2 separate regions of the Rattus norvegicus genome follow, and region 2 is linked to region 1. Evidence: chromatin contacts called from public Hi-C data. All regions are on one chromosome and are shown on one strand. Each heading gives the region's core, a stretch centred on a gene start, on an enhancer-like site or on the middle of the called end of the contact. The rest is flanking DNA. Distances are from core to core; before and after follow the strand shown. Region 1 holds the start of Erich3 (glutamate-rich 3). Region 2 overlaps Tnni3k (TNNI3 interacting kinase).

Region 1 (7,182 bases), core at 2,726-5,225:
CTTCATGCCCGGAAAAACAGGCACATTACTGTTGTCCATTCATCCCAGACTCTCAGTTTGCTTTTGTCAGAGCTTAGGAGGGGAGGGCATGCTGTGAAGGCCGCTGGGGAAACAAAGCAAAGCGAGAGGGAAAACACTGACTCTCAAGCACCTTGAATGAGGTACCCTTGCTGACTGTAAAGTTGATATAGGCCAGAGGCAGCTTTCTTAGAAAACATTCTGTGTGAATTAACAGTATTTCAGGTTTTGTGCAGCACAGGCCACTGTGGGAGCAATTTCGCTTTGCCCTGCGGCATGGGGAGCAGCAAAGGTGGTGCCCTTGAAAATGGGTGTGGTTCCCTCCAGGAGAACTTCCCAGACAGTGTAAATTTCATGAGTTTCAAGTCTCTATAGGATTCTATAACCTTTAAGATTCCCCACCCCACCCCATTAGTAAATGTAGCATCACTCTTGTTTGATGGCTGAACAAAAACAATTAGACATTGGTCAGGAGTTAACTAGCTAGCCACAGATCCTCAGTCTCTAGGGTGGCCACTAGGAGTTTGGGTGGTTGAGTCCATCACTCATCACGGAGCTCACATGAAGCCCTGTTATGCACTCCTGCCTCACATGCAGTTCCCTCAGCGTTTGACCCTCACTCCCAGCCCATAGAGATTTCCACAAAGCAGAAATGTCTGCATGATTTTTTCTGATATTACAGGGCACATCTGGGGGCTTGTTTTCTCAAAAGAAAATGAAATGACTCTAGTGACTATTTGGTCTTGAAATGGTTTAATTTAGTCTTTTTTTTCCCCCCTTCATTCCCTTACCCTTTCTCCATAACAGAAATTAACATAAAAATTCCTTCTGGCTAAATTCCCAATGCATTTTCACAGTGAGCATTTTCCGAAGTGGAAATTAGGGGCTTCCTCTCGGATTTCATCGGGGATGTGAAATGGTGTAGCTCACAGGGATGGAGAACTCAGGCCCATTCATGAATTAATGCATGCTGGTAAGGGGGCCGTCTGCAGCCTAGTGCATAGTAAGGTCTACTTCTACTCCCTCCACCTCTTCATCTCTAGCCTCCCACTCCTCAGTGTTTGTCTAGCTGAATCTGATGATCATGAACAGCACTGAAACCTCACAAAGACTCTACAGTCCAGCGCATCGGGAGGAGACATCTGGGAAAGGAGCAGGCTTCTGTCTACCTCTAGTCCTAGCCATCTGGTTCCCAAAGCAACCTTGGGTTCTTCATTCTGATTATCTAAGCTGCCAATCTAGATAAGTCTGTTTGCCTTTACTACCAGCCCTATCAGTCTGTGTGTGTGTCTGTCTATCTATCATCTGTCTGTGTGCCCGTCTGTCTATCATCTATCATCTATCATCTATCTGCCATTTTATTATTTGTTGTCTTACTTAGGAAACATGATAACCAAAACAACCTGGGGAGGAAATAGTTCATTTTGCTCACAGTTCCATATAACAGTTCATCAGGAAGAACAGTGAGGGTAGGAACTCACCCACGGCAGGAACCTGGAGGCAGGAGCTGACACAGAGGCCATGGAGGAGTGCTGCTTACTGGCTGGCTTCTCATGGCTTGTTCAGCCTGCTTCGTTACAGAACCCCGGATAACCATTCCAGGGATGGCTCCACCCACAATGGACTGGATCTTATGGAGGCATTCTCTCAATTGAGGCATCATCCTCTCTCATGGCTCTAGCTCATGTCAGGTTGACATAAAGCTAGCCAGTACTTATCTGATCTGATTAGAATAAGTATAGCCCTATAGACTCAAGTGTTTGATTGCTTGTCTCATAGGGATCAGCATATTAGAAGGTGTTGGAGTAGAGGAGCAGAAGTGGTCTTGTTGGAGGAAGTGTGTCATTATCTCTCTCTCTCTCTCTCTCTCTCTGTCTCTCTCTCGTGTGTGTGTGTGTGTGTGTGTGTGTGTGTGTGTGTGTGTGTGGCTTTGAGGTCTCCTATGCTCAAGCTATGCCCACTGTGATGCACAGTCTGCTTCTGCTGTCTATGGATCAAGATGTTGAACTCTCAGCTCTTTCTCCAGCACCATGTCTACCTGGACTGCTGCCATTCTTCCCACCATGATGATAATGGGTAAATCTCTGGAACTGTATGCTATTCCCAAATAAATGTTTTCTTTTATAAGAGTTGCCTTAGCCGTAGTGTGTCTTCACAGCAATAAAATTCTAACTAAGACACCATCTATCTATAATCTATCAATCATCAATCTTTTTATCACCTATCTATTATTTATAGATCATCTATCTATCTATCTATCTATCTATCTATCTATCTATCTATCAGTTTACTTAATCTTACCCTTGGGATGTCAGGTATCTATGGTCTGATAACTATGAGATTATGCACAATATAATTTCTGCAGCAAATTACGGGAGCTACAGGAGGAAAGAAATCACATGATAATGATTAAAATTACAGTTCTTTTAGATCAGCTAGATCTAAGTTTGAGTCTTTGTTCCTCTGCTTAGAGGCCAATGTGGACTTTGGGAATAATGTCTGAGTCCCTGTGTCTCTGCATAGGCTGAGGAAGCATCTACAGGGCATTCAGTAAAAACCATGCAGTTTAGAAGATCGTCCTTCCCCTTTGTTTTTGCTCTGAACATTTGCTGACCTGCTACTTTGCTTCCAAAGACAGAATAAAAAGTAAATATGCAAAATGGAAGGTCTTACCCTCAGCTAAGAAAGATAGAGAAGAGTCAGATATGGTCAGCAATGCCTGTGTATGTGAGGATGGGGGTGGGGGGAGGGGTATGAAGGGAGGAAGAGGAGAGGAGAGAGGAGAGAGGGAGGAGGAGGGGGAGGGAGAGGCAGAGAGAGGGGGGTGAGGGAGGGAGAGAGGGATCGGGAGGAAGGAGGGAGGAAGGAGGAAGAGAGAGAGAGAGAGAGAGAGAGAGAGAGAGAGAGAGAATGAGAATCAGCCAGCTGGGGTGCTGTTTCTGAAGACTGTGGAGCCTCTAGGAGGTTAGGCTTGGTGGGCAGAGAATGGGTCACTGCCTGCACCTTTGAATGGATCTGCTGAAGCCCCATTCTCTGCTTCCTGGTTTGCCTATAAGTGAAAATCATAACACCATGGTGTCACTGGTACAGCCCAGGCCACTGCTACACCTGCTCACATTGGCAGACTGACCCCTCTGAGACTGTCAACTCTTTTGTCTCTCCTTCAGTTGTTTCCCTAGCATATTTTGTCTGGGAAACAAGGAAGTCATGAATACAGAGCTCACTGGCAAAGCTGAGGATGTTAAAGAAAACAGTGTTCAACCTGAGTACCAAAGGACAGATAGAAACTCTGTCCAAGTAGTCAAGAGTGGGGTTATAGTCTCACGGCAGGGATGGGGGAAGATTCTGCTTTTGCTAGAACTTAAGGTGGGGTAGGTGAAGGAGGTGTCACAGTGACTCTGAGGAATGAAGATGCCAAAGAGGCTGACTGGCTTTTCATGCTCAGCAGACTTTTGCAATATGAGAAAAAGCAGAATGTAAACGGAGAAGACGATGGCTTTCCCACCTCCGAGTGTGGGAGAACTAGAGGAGAGCTGATATAGACACCCAGAGGTAGCTCAGCCACTGTCACTGTGTCCTGCCATCACAAAAGTCGCCAGACAAGTCCATGATTCAGCAGATATCTGACAAAGCAAGACCAACAATCCTTCATCTCAGCCCAGGATGGAGCTTGCTTCCTACCAACGCTCCTTCCCCTTAAACTAGTCTTCTGCAGGGTTTCAATCCGCAGTTGCCTAGCCTTTACTCCCGTCGACCCTCTCAACATGGGGAGGCAAGGGGACCTGGGGCCTAAAGATGGGGATTTCCAGGGAGGAAGAAAGCTGGTGGTCTAAGATTTCTATGCTTTGCAGCTATAGAAACAAAAGCTGCGACCCATAAAGAGGGAAACTGCATCTTTAATGCTGTTGCGTCCTGGGTCTGTTTTTAGGAGCAGAAACCAAGGCACCCGATTGTGGCTTTTCCGGGCTTTCTGCGAGCAGAATCCAGTTAGGGGCCTAGCTAGAAGTTGAGCCAGAAAGGGTCCTCTGTGTGTGTGTGTGTGTGTGTGTGTGTGTGTGTGTGTGTGTGTGTGTTTTCTTCATGGTTTAGGTGCCTGGGGAACGGTAACCCCAGAGTAACTAAGCTGCAGCCTGCTGGATCTCCTCCCATATCGGCCCAGTAAGCAGGGTGGAAGCTGGCTTCCTTTCCAGCTTGCCTAGGCTTGGTTCCAGCAGCACCGCTGCTTCTCCCAGCCCTAGGTGCTCGCCTTCCCTCCTCCCTTAGCAACTGGGAGTCTGTGGACGCCATCAAGTAGCAACCGGGAGGCTGCAGGGAGCCCGGGTGAGGAAGGGCGGAGCCCAGCCCAGGTGCCCCGAATCCCCGCCACTGCAGCGCAAAGCCACCGCTAGCCGCATCTGCACCTGCAGCGGGGTCCGAAAAGGATTCTGCAAAAATGAGCCATTCTCACCCCGCTGGGTAAGTGACAACTGGCTTTGCCTAGCTGTGGCAGGTGGCGGCTCCAGCCAGCGGCTCTCTTCCTCCTCCCTCCTGCTGCGGAGCTCTGGGAGGGGGAGGGAGAACTGGGGAGAGAAAAAAAAAAAAAAAACATACACAGATTCTAGGTTGCAGGAGGATGGCAGAAATCCCAGGCGTCCTATCTCCTCCCTACCCATCCTCACTTCTTCATAACATTCACCACTCTTGAAATTCTCAGCCTGGAAAGACAGGAAAGACAGGAAAAATGGATGTGAAAATCGCGTACAATACGCAGGGACGGATATCAGCTGGGATGAATGTCCCTCAGTCTGGAACAAAAGTGTTTAAATGCTAAAGTAGAAGTTACTGAGATACGCATTTGTTGGGAGATTCAAGACAGAGATAAATTCTCTCTCTGGCCTGCATACAAAGGAAAGGTCGTTTATTTGTCTAGGAAGGCCTCCTTGTAGGAGGGAGGCACCTTATGTCAGAATGTATCTTCCCAGTTGCAGAGGCACCATAATGTGTTCTTTCGAACCACCCGGGCCCAGGAAAGTGGTATGTCCGGAAAGATCAAGGAACGAGGTGCCCACACAGGCAGACAGCGTCTGTGGATATGGTGACTCCTCAGAAGGCATATTAGCCATATTCCATACATAAGAGACACTGATCAATCTTTGTTGGTTATTACACAAATCCACCTGCCTTTTGAATTAAGTGTGCAACACACATTAGGTCAGCTTTTGTTACCATGTATCTAGCCAACAGAACACCCCCCTCCCTTCTCTGGTTTTGCAAGTTAATTTGAAGATGCCTTTCAGTTTCCTTTTTTTACATGTTAAGGAGCAGAGGATTGGCACAGGGCATCCTCTTTAGGATCGTTTGAGGTTGGTGGTGTCTGAGACAACACATTCATTATTGCTCTCAGGATCTTCAGTCAAACCTGAAGATTTCACTTTTTAACCGGTTCTCCCAGGGAGAGGACAAGAAATAGTAATGTTTGAACGTCCAGAGTCCTGTAAGGTGTCCTGCTGGAAGGGAAGGTGGGTTCAGAACATTTTGGAAAGTGAGGGCACCTATGCTAAATTGAATTTTGGTGCTTTAATGATTTGCTGCTGAGTTTCTGAGCAATTGTTGTTGGCCATGGGTCCCTTGGGATGGGAATAATATGTTTTCTGCAGATGCTGTTGGCACTTTGTCTGAATCCAGGAAAATGAATGTGTCAGTCACGGTCTCTTCCTATGTTTGTCAAGTTTTTGGCTAAGTTAGAACCCGGTTGTTCCATTTAATCATTTATGTGAAAATACAGGCAGACCTGCAGTTGCTTATTAAACTGTGCCAAGATTAAGATTTCAGAAACCGAAGTCAAAATTTTCTGAAGCTCCATTAGTTCTGAGCACATGGGGGAAGGGGACGGGATAAACGTGTACGCTCTGCAGTACTGTTCAAGGGTGATGTGGGCTCGGCCCACACATCCTGCACTAAGAGGCAAAGCTTCTTCAAATATCAGCTCCATGCCTTATATGACATGTTTCTCTGTATCTAGGACTGTCCAGGGTAAGGGGGAGCTCAAGAATCGCTGGTTGAATGAGTGGTGCTGGATGATAGGGCATGCGGTCACCAAAGGAAAAAAAAATCCCTTTTAGAGCAGACATTAAATACTTAGGTGAGCCAGGTTCCATTCTGGTGTAGACACGAGAAACCTCCCTGATTGCGCATTCAGAGGCTCTAACGACTGAGATCTCTACAGACACGAAGATTAGGATTGGGAGGTTTCTAAAGGTGCTACAGTTTGGAAGGGCCAGGGCCGAAACATAAAGCCAGCATCTCTGGTCAGCTTGGACCCCTCATCATCCCACTCAATAGTCTAATAGACCTGAGCACGGATGTGCAGAGAACTCGCTCAGATCATGTCAACATCTGCTGAATCACAGACATTGTGACCAGATATTACTATAGAGGGTGGCTATATTAAATTTTTTAATAGTGCCGGTGTAAGTGTGCTGTGACTAGTTTATAAAAATAATACGCGGGCTGCAGGGCTTTAAATCCCATCACTTGAAAAGCAGAACTGGGCAGGTCTCTATGATCTCAAGACAAATGCTGTGGACATAATGAGCTCCAGGCCAGCCAAGGCTACACGGTCACAAGGGAATAAACAAACAAGCAGAAACGATGGGCAGAGATGAATTTAGTCTACATGCCTTAAACCTCACCCAATGACAAAAGCATTCAAATGGATAAAAGTCTCCCTCCAACACCCCCCTCAAATAAAAGGGGTAATTATTTCTCTTGTTTATGCTACCATTTGGAAATAGTAAAAGTTTGAGTAGCAAATAAAAGGCTTCATCAAAGCAGAATGCCTTCTTCGTCCTGACTGAGGCAGTTGGTAATTATCCCATCTTAAAGATAAAATAAAGTGCAGTTTTGCAATAAACCCGGCAGCGTGCGTCTGAACTTCCTCCTGCTGTAGAGCTGTATAGTAGCGGCCAATGCCGTCTTCTGGCTCCCCCACCCCCACCCCCGAGTTGCTCATCATCAAACACTGGATCTCAAAAGCACACAGGCCCCTGTTGCAGGCTTTGTTCAGATGGAGTTTGGGAGTAAAATCAAAATGGTCCTAGAAAGTCTTCCAAAGATAACAGAGACTTCAAGGTTCAGCTGCCTCTCCTTTTGGTGCCAACTATGAGACACCATTGCCAGTTCTAC
Region 2 (7,182 bases), core at 2,730-5,229, 140 kb after region 1:
TTGGCGTTACTGTGTAAAAGTGAACACAGACCACACAGCAACAAAGCAGGAAAGGGCATGGGTTCTGCCCATGGTTTGAATTTGACCAACCTCTGCCTCTGAGCAGTTGTTAAGTCCCGTGTGCACTTCCTGCTCCCCTACACTGGCTCCCCCACCGTGAGCAACTCGCACCATCTTCAGGAAAGAAGGCCGTTCACTTGTCATTCACTGACATGGCATCTCATGCAACAGTGCTGCTAAGGACTAATGGGTAGGGATACATAGTTGCTGTTTACATTAGATATACATCCTCATGTGACTCTCACCAAAAACCTCTGATGAGGATGTGGTTTTGTCTTCGATATCGGGCGACTTTTTCTAGCAGAGGATCTGGTATGAGCAGCGATGGGGAGGAAGGGTCTATTGTGCCTCCGTGGATTGAGGGTGCTGTCTGTTGTGCGAAGGTGTGGTGGCATGGCGGATAAGGGGGTGCTCAGTGTGCAGCAGTGGGAATGAACAGATCCTCAATCGTATCTGAGCAAATGATGAAAGAAAGAACAAAAAGGGACTCCAAGTGCTTGACAGCTGCTTCTAGTTTCCGGGTTTGTTCCACACCCTTAGTTCCACACCCGCCATCCGGATGGCTTTCCCTCCTCTGTTAAACAGATCGCTGAATAATCTCACAGACACATGTGGTCAAGTGACATATGCAGTCAAGCTGGTAATGAGCAGAAGCCACCACAGCCCTACACATAGAATGTTCAGAGAGCCTAACTAATTTTCAAGGAATTGCAGCGTATGAGGGAGAGAACTTGAGTTTGATCTCAGGGCCATATGAACCCAAGCCTGTCAGCCATTTCTTCAGACCATGGGCGGTTGCATGTATGCATGCATAAATGAAAGTCATAAAACCAATTTTGTCAATGGAAAATAAAGCCAGCAAGTAGCAAAGCATGCATGGAGTTGTCCTCTCTCTCACTTCTGGGTGGAGGGGAGTACAAAGTACATCTTTGTTGGCTTTATTTCCTTGGGTTCCTTTGTGTAAATTCTGATCTCTGCAAGAAATTCCATGTTCCTTTGTTCTTCATGACAGGCCAGACTGAAATGGAAAGGGTTTGAAACTCTCCAAACTCTTTGAGCAAGTGGAACATTGATCTCCACAAATCATCTGAAACACCCTAAGGGAGGTTAAAAATTAGAAGCGATGTATGTGTTTGTTTTTGTTTTAAGTGAGTGTACACCAAACCACTGGGACTGTTGCTTCCCCGTACACTGGCAGAACTTTGCTCCTCCCTCTGTGCATTCCGTTCTGTCAGATCCTGAATAACAGAGTAGCATGGTGTTGCCAGGTGCCTTGCCCTCCTGACGTTCTCTGTAGACCTGTAGGGTTCATAGCCCTCTTCTGTTTGATGTTCTGTGACAGCTCTTTGAGTCCTGGGCAGCCCAGGGCTCGACACTTCTTGCTGATCACACCACTGCTCCGGCCTTCTGTTTTGGCAGAAACATGACTAGATTTGGTAAGAAGTGCTTCGTGGCTTTTTCACAGCTTGATCTTGATGGCCACTTTCATAGTGAAACCTTAATACTTGGCAAACCAGAAAGCCGACCCCTTCCAAGCAGCAGCTAACTCTGTGTCCTTGGTCTTTGGGGCCTGGCACTGAGCTCATGTTTGCAAAATGACTTTGGTTGGACTGAGCTTCTGGAGATTTGTCCAGCTTCTTCTCTCAGCAGAATTTCTGTGTGTAGGTCAAACAGTGGGTTAGCATTGTGGTGTCAATTCAGGCTGAACCGGGTTTTTAATTCCAGCATCTCCACAGCCTATGGGGGACCTTCCCAGACCTCACTTTTCTCCTCCACACCACAAGGAAAATAAGATCCCTGCCTCTGTGAGGATTATGCCAGATGATGTAAGTGCAAAGGGCTTAGAAGAAAGCCTGAGACACAGTGTGTGTGTTCAGTAAGCATCACCATAACACACCTACAGGGTATTATATCGTAACACATACTAGGTGCGCTGTAAACACCAGCTATCTTCAGGGTGAGTCTTCGCAGCCACCCTATGTATAACCACAAGCCACAGCCCTTTCTGTACCCAGCTTCCTCCCGTTGCTTCAGAATACTACATGATTCATTCATTTGTCAGGGTTGCTTTGTTTTGTTTTGTTTCTGAGACAGAGTCATAAGCAGTTCAGGCTGGCTTCCAACTCCTCATGTAAATGAGGATGATCTGAACTCCTAATCCTCCTGCCCCTACCTCTCTAGTGCTGGGGTTGCAGCCTTACATCCACATGCCTAGTTTATGGTGGTGCATGCCAGGCTGGGTATCCTGGTGCTGGGAATCAAATCTTGGTGTCCTGTATGACAAGAGCACCCTATCAGTGCAGCTGCCTCTACAACCTACATAGTTTATTTATATCACTCCACTCAACACCTGAATTAAATCTTTATAGGGCACTCAATGACTGATGTATTTGATGTCATGTGAGTATCCTAGAATTGTAAACCCTTGATAAGTTGTGATTATTACTATTATTATTACTATTATTGCTAAGTAAATGAATTAAGGAATAATCATAGCACAGAACAAAAATAAGTGGGAGCTCTTTTATGAGGTCCACTCAGAGACTACTTTGCTGTCATTTGCTCACATGTTTTCTTGCCATTATTTCTGAAAAAGAAAAGATTCTGTGCCCATCTTACAGAAAGTTCCCAGTTAGTCCAGACCCAGCAAAGCTGGTCACATATCAAAGCAAGATGGAGTCCTTAGAGGTGAGGAACAGAAGATCTTCTAGTAGTCAGTAAAAGAGCAAGGGTCTTTTGAATCCGTAGGTCCACAGGGACCTTCTTTCCTTGTGTTACCCAAACTGGTACAAGCAGGCTGGAGCAGTCACAATAGATGTCATAATCAATATGACATTACTGTCACCACTCCACAGATGCTCTGCTAATATAATATTGACTGTGTATTTTAAAGATGTTTCCTGTTGAGGAAATCACTAGAGGCTTGGGGGATACAAAACTACATGGTTGTGTGTGGCCAACCATCATGGTAACGAGGCTGCTGCCAACATTTGGGCACACTTATTGGTTGAATGCAGCAGGCACACCTCACCCAGACCTTTGCAATGAACCATGGCTTGTGCAGTTTCCCTCTTCTTTATGTATGTGGCATCGGGGATGTAGAGAACCACAGAAATCACATGCAGAACTAACTCCTTGCCTTTGTACATCCACAGGATTCACGAACATTTCAACTAGGATCACGTGTGTGAGGCGTTTTGAAATCATTAACACTGATTCTACCTCGTATCCCTTAATTTTCCTAGCAGAAATGGGGCAAGGTATTTATGTATTTATGATTATTTTTACCATGAGGGAACATGACAAGAACGAACCATGTCACATGCCTGAGGTCACCTGGCTTAAGTCGAGACAGGAGAGAAACTTCAGTATGATTCATCCTTGAGTAGCTCCAAAGGATGCTAGGCTACAGGAAGCCATGTGGAGGGCTGTAGGGGAGGTCTGGGGTCCTTGTACTCATTATTAATCTGGGTCTTCAGATTCTAGTCTGGAAGTCAGACAGCTGAACCTCTGGACGTGGGCTTGCACAGTCTGTGCATGATGTAGGCTTTTATTTTATGTGTCTGAGCCTAATTCTGAATCCCCTCTATAGTTTCTTCCAACCCCACTGGTTTAGAATCTGTGGTTCAGCGACTGAGACGCGAACCTTTTGGAGCGCTCTGAAAGACTGACTCCATCATGCAGCTGTGTGAGGCGCAGCACCCTCCGGATGTGTCTGCACTCTGTGGAGGGAGAAGTCACGAATCTCTTACTGTAGACATCCCCATCCATCTCTCAGGAAGCGTACCTCTCTGTCTTCTAATGTGAGACCTGGATGTGAAAGGAAGTGGTGTCTGGGGACTGGTAATCGGAGCTGTGGCGTGTTCCCATAGGAACGCTAGGCCCTCACTTCCTTCCTTTGTTTATGCAGGCTCGGCAGCAGCTGCTGCCTTTGGATTCTGGCTCCAGCAAGCGGAGGCAGCAGATCCAAGCGCAGAACCACCCTGACCGTCTCTCTTTGAAGCTCTTGAGTCTTCAGCCTTCTATTTGTGTCTGGCTCTGATTCATCATGGGCCTGAATGCTTCACCTGCTATATCAAGTTTCCAATAGCGCTTGAAACAGATTTCATCAAAAAAAAAAAAAAAAAAAAAAAGGAACAAACACTGTCCAGCAAATCTCAGCGCGGGGGATTTGAGGGGAGAAGGATAGGGAATGAGGCCGATGGCAATTATTTGCGGTCTTCGATTGCTGGCGAATATTGATATACATATGTCCTTCATTTCATTTTGTTTCTGTTCTACCAGGGTATCAGCCACCTGCTTGGAAGATTAACAATGGCTGGATGCAGACCCAGGGCTTTGAAGAAGTTATTATTCATATTAGGACTGGCATTATGAATAGGATAGTGTGGATTTTCTTTAAAAAGCAATTCTTACTTATTCTCGGAGATCAAAGCACTTCACACTCAAGCAGGAAGAGCTAAAGACGTAGACTCACTCAGTTGCTACAGATTCCTTCATCAGTGCCTCTGCTCCCTTATTATAAAAATCCATCATGCTTTGCTGAAAATGGCCTGCTCACACTGTGAGGACAGATACCTGGTGCATCCTGCCGATCCCTTGGCCTTAAAAACATTGGGGTTTCAGCAATAACTTTCTAGACAGAAGAAGGAGCAGGGGAAGTGAAGAAGGGGTTGTAGAAATGGTAGCATGTGGGTACTGTGGGGATGGCTTCGATGGTAAAGGTTTGCCTTGCAAACAAGAGAGCCTGAGTTCTCTCCCCAGGACAGGGCACGCTATACATTTGTCATCCCGGCAGTTAGCGGCGTAAGCAAGAGAATCAGGGCAACCCTTGTCTGCATCGGAAGCTTGAGGGCAGCCTGGGCTACATGAGACTAAGAAGCAATCAAAATAAAGCAAAAGGCTTTATTAACTGTAGCTCGCAGTTACAGGGAGTGAACGCTGGCGGGGTTAGGGGTGGGGAGAAGGGATAGAAATAGCAGGGAGAGAAATACCAGAGATGTAGAGATTCTGGAAGTCTCTATTCACGCTTAATCATTCTTCTGGCCACCGTAACCACCAGGGGATCACTCAGCAGCTCCTTTTACCTCACTTGGTCACAACACTCCTGTGTACCCCACAGTACACTATCTTTCTGGTTCTTGTTCCACTAGCTGGCACTACCAGATTGGCTGTCTTTCCTCAAGACCTGTACACGCTTCTGCCAGACTCACTTTCTTAATCCAGTTTGTACCTAACCCCAACTTGAAGCTGTGGGAAAAAGTCAGGTCTTAATCTTAGTGTTGCTTTCCTGGATGTTGCTTCATTTCCTTAGTGTTGCTACCCTGGTTCTCAGGGAGGAGTTCCTGGATTTGCCTCAGTGCCCTGTGAGCAGTCTGGAAAAGCAGTTTCTAGGACCATCATCCTACCAGGCCCGAGACCCAGGACGTGGGTCCAGTAACCTGTGCCACAAGAGGCCTCTGGGTGATTCCACCCCCTTCCTATTTCGACAGCTACTAGGTCTGTTGAAAACTATGACCTCTGGTTCCAGATAGTTGAATTTCAAACATGAGTTTCTCATGTTGTAGCCAACGCTCAAGTTCTCTTCACACATGCTGGGTATGTTTTTCACATGAATCACTTTAGGGAACTGAGCACAGCGAATCTGGAGGAACGGCTGATCGCCAAGCCTGTCTGTGGAGTCTTAACCATAGGCCACCACTGCTAACTCTCCTTACCAACCACCTACTTACACAAGCCCATTCTTGCAGCTTGCTCTGCAGACCCTCTTTCCACTCCCCGGGCATTCCTGTGCCCCTGGCACTGCGCCTTGATCACCTATGGGCTCAAGTGCTCGATGTGTGTTAGTGAGGGTAGATGCCAGAAAATTCTCGACAGTAATTAAGCATCCTGGGGAAGAAGCTCTGTAGGAATCGGGTTGCATGAAAATCCTAATGGAAGTTAATGAGGCATCGACTTACTCTCTGACCTGGGAAAATAGGATAATTCAGCTCTTTTATTCCCGTCTGTAAAATGGGATTAATGTTATTAACCCCCTTAAAAGGAATTAGACCTGCAGATAGAGGACACATTAAAAATTACCCACAGGTATGGAAATGATCTCCCCGACAGATAATGAGTGACTCCTGCCGTGAGGGGCAGAAGGGGAGGCAGGCTGTTCATAGTCTCCACCATGAGAGCTGAGATGATCGTGGTCTTAGGTTTTGAATCACTATAGCATTTTCTTGCTATTCATGGGGACACATGCGGTCAACACTAGCTTCTGGACCTCCGTTGGATTTTGACAGAGGTTTATGAAGAAGTGGTACCTATTGTAGACTTAAAAGTTAGCAATTCTATTTTGGAGAACTGGCAACATGGACATTTTATCTATGTAGAATGCAGTGACCCTGAGGAAGGCCACTGCGTGTAGGTAGAACATGCTGACCTCAAGTAAAGCCACTTCAAATATGCATAAAACACTGACCTTGAGTAAGGCCACTTCAAATATGTAGACCATGCTGACCCAGAGTAAAGCCACACTGAGCCTGAATAGTTCTAAGTAAGTGGCCTTGACTGGCCAGGGATAGGTCAAGGGACAACTGACCATATGGATGTAGAATCACACGCACTGGAGGGGTGTGGTGTTCACAGTGGAGATAGAAGCTATGCCATGCCTAGTTTGGGTAGACTGTTTCTTTAGTAACAGGCTATGCTACCCACCATTGCTAACTACTTTCTCACTCAAGTTACAAGCAGAATTTCCTATGCTGTCCTGAAAAATAGCACCCATCAGCTCTGGCTTTAGACAGACTGGGTTACCTTTGACTCACCTGTCTACTCCCTGTGGTCTGTTTCCTAACTGTTCTGACCTGCTCTCCAACCTTAGAAAGGAATAAGGCTCAGTTGTAGAGAGCTTGTACAGCACGTTCAGGGCCCTAGATTTGTTCTTCTCCACTGGCGAAAGAGACGCACACACATAGAGATCTACAGACAGACAGACAGACAGACAGATAGATACACACAACACATTGATAGATGACAGAAAGAAAGCTAGATAGATGCACGTATAGATAGATGATAGATACATGATAGACAGATGGTAGATTGATGATAGATGATAAATAGGTAGATGATAGATTG

The links. Hi-C and Micro-C count contacts between places; a contact is called where the count stands out from the background.
Region 2: a Hi-C map of frontal cortex shows a contact between it and region 1, with 2.3 times the contacts expected there. The contact joins the enhancer-like site here to the promoter of Erich3 in region 1. A contact is called at or near these places in 2 of 12 Hi-C or Micro-C datasets (frontal cortex and prefrontal cortex).

The regions. Positions count from the first base shown.
Region 1 is chr2:246,271,463-246,278,644 of GRCr8, forward strand. Erich3 (glutamate-rich 3) reads left to right here and starts at 3,976. Exons shown (of 14, transcript XM_017591360.3): 1 at 3,976-4,473. The coding sequence starts at 4,451.
Region 2 is chr2:246,415,117-246,422,298 of GRCr8, forward strand. All of the region lies in intron 23 of Tnni3k (TNNI3 interacting kinase), which reads right to left. Among named protein-coding and RNA genes, the nearest start is that of Lrrc53, 22 kb to the right of the region's middle. Within about 2 kb of position 3,980, at least 38 of the 93 cell types and tissues checked have an H3K27ac peak or open chromatin away from gene starts, as enhancers often do. A contact at or near this core is called in prefrontal cortex, where this site is marked.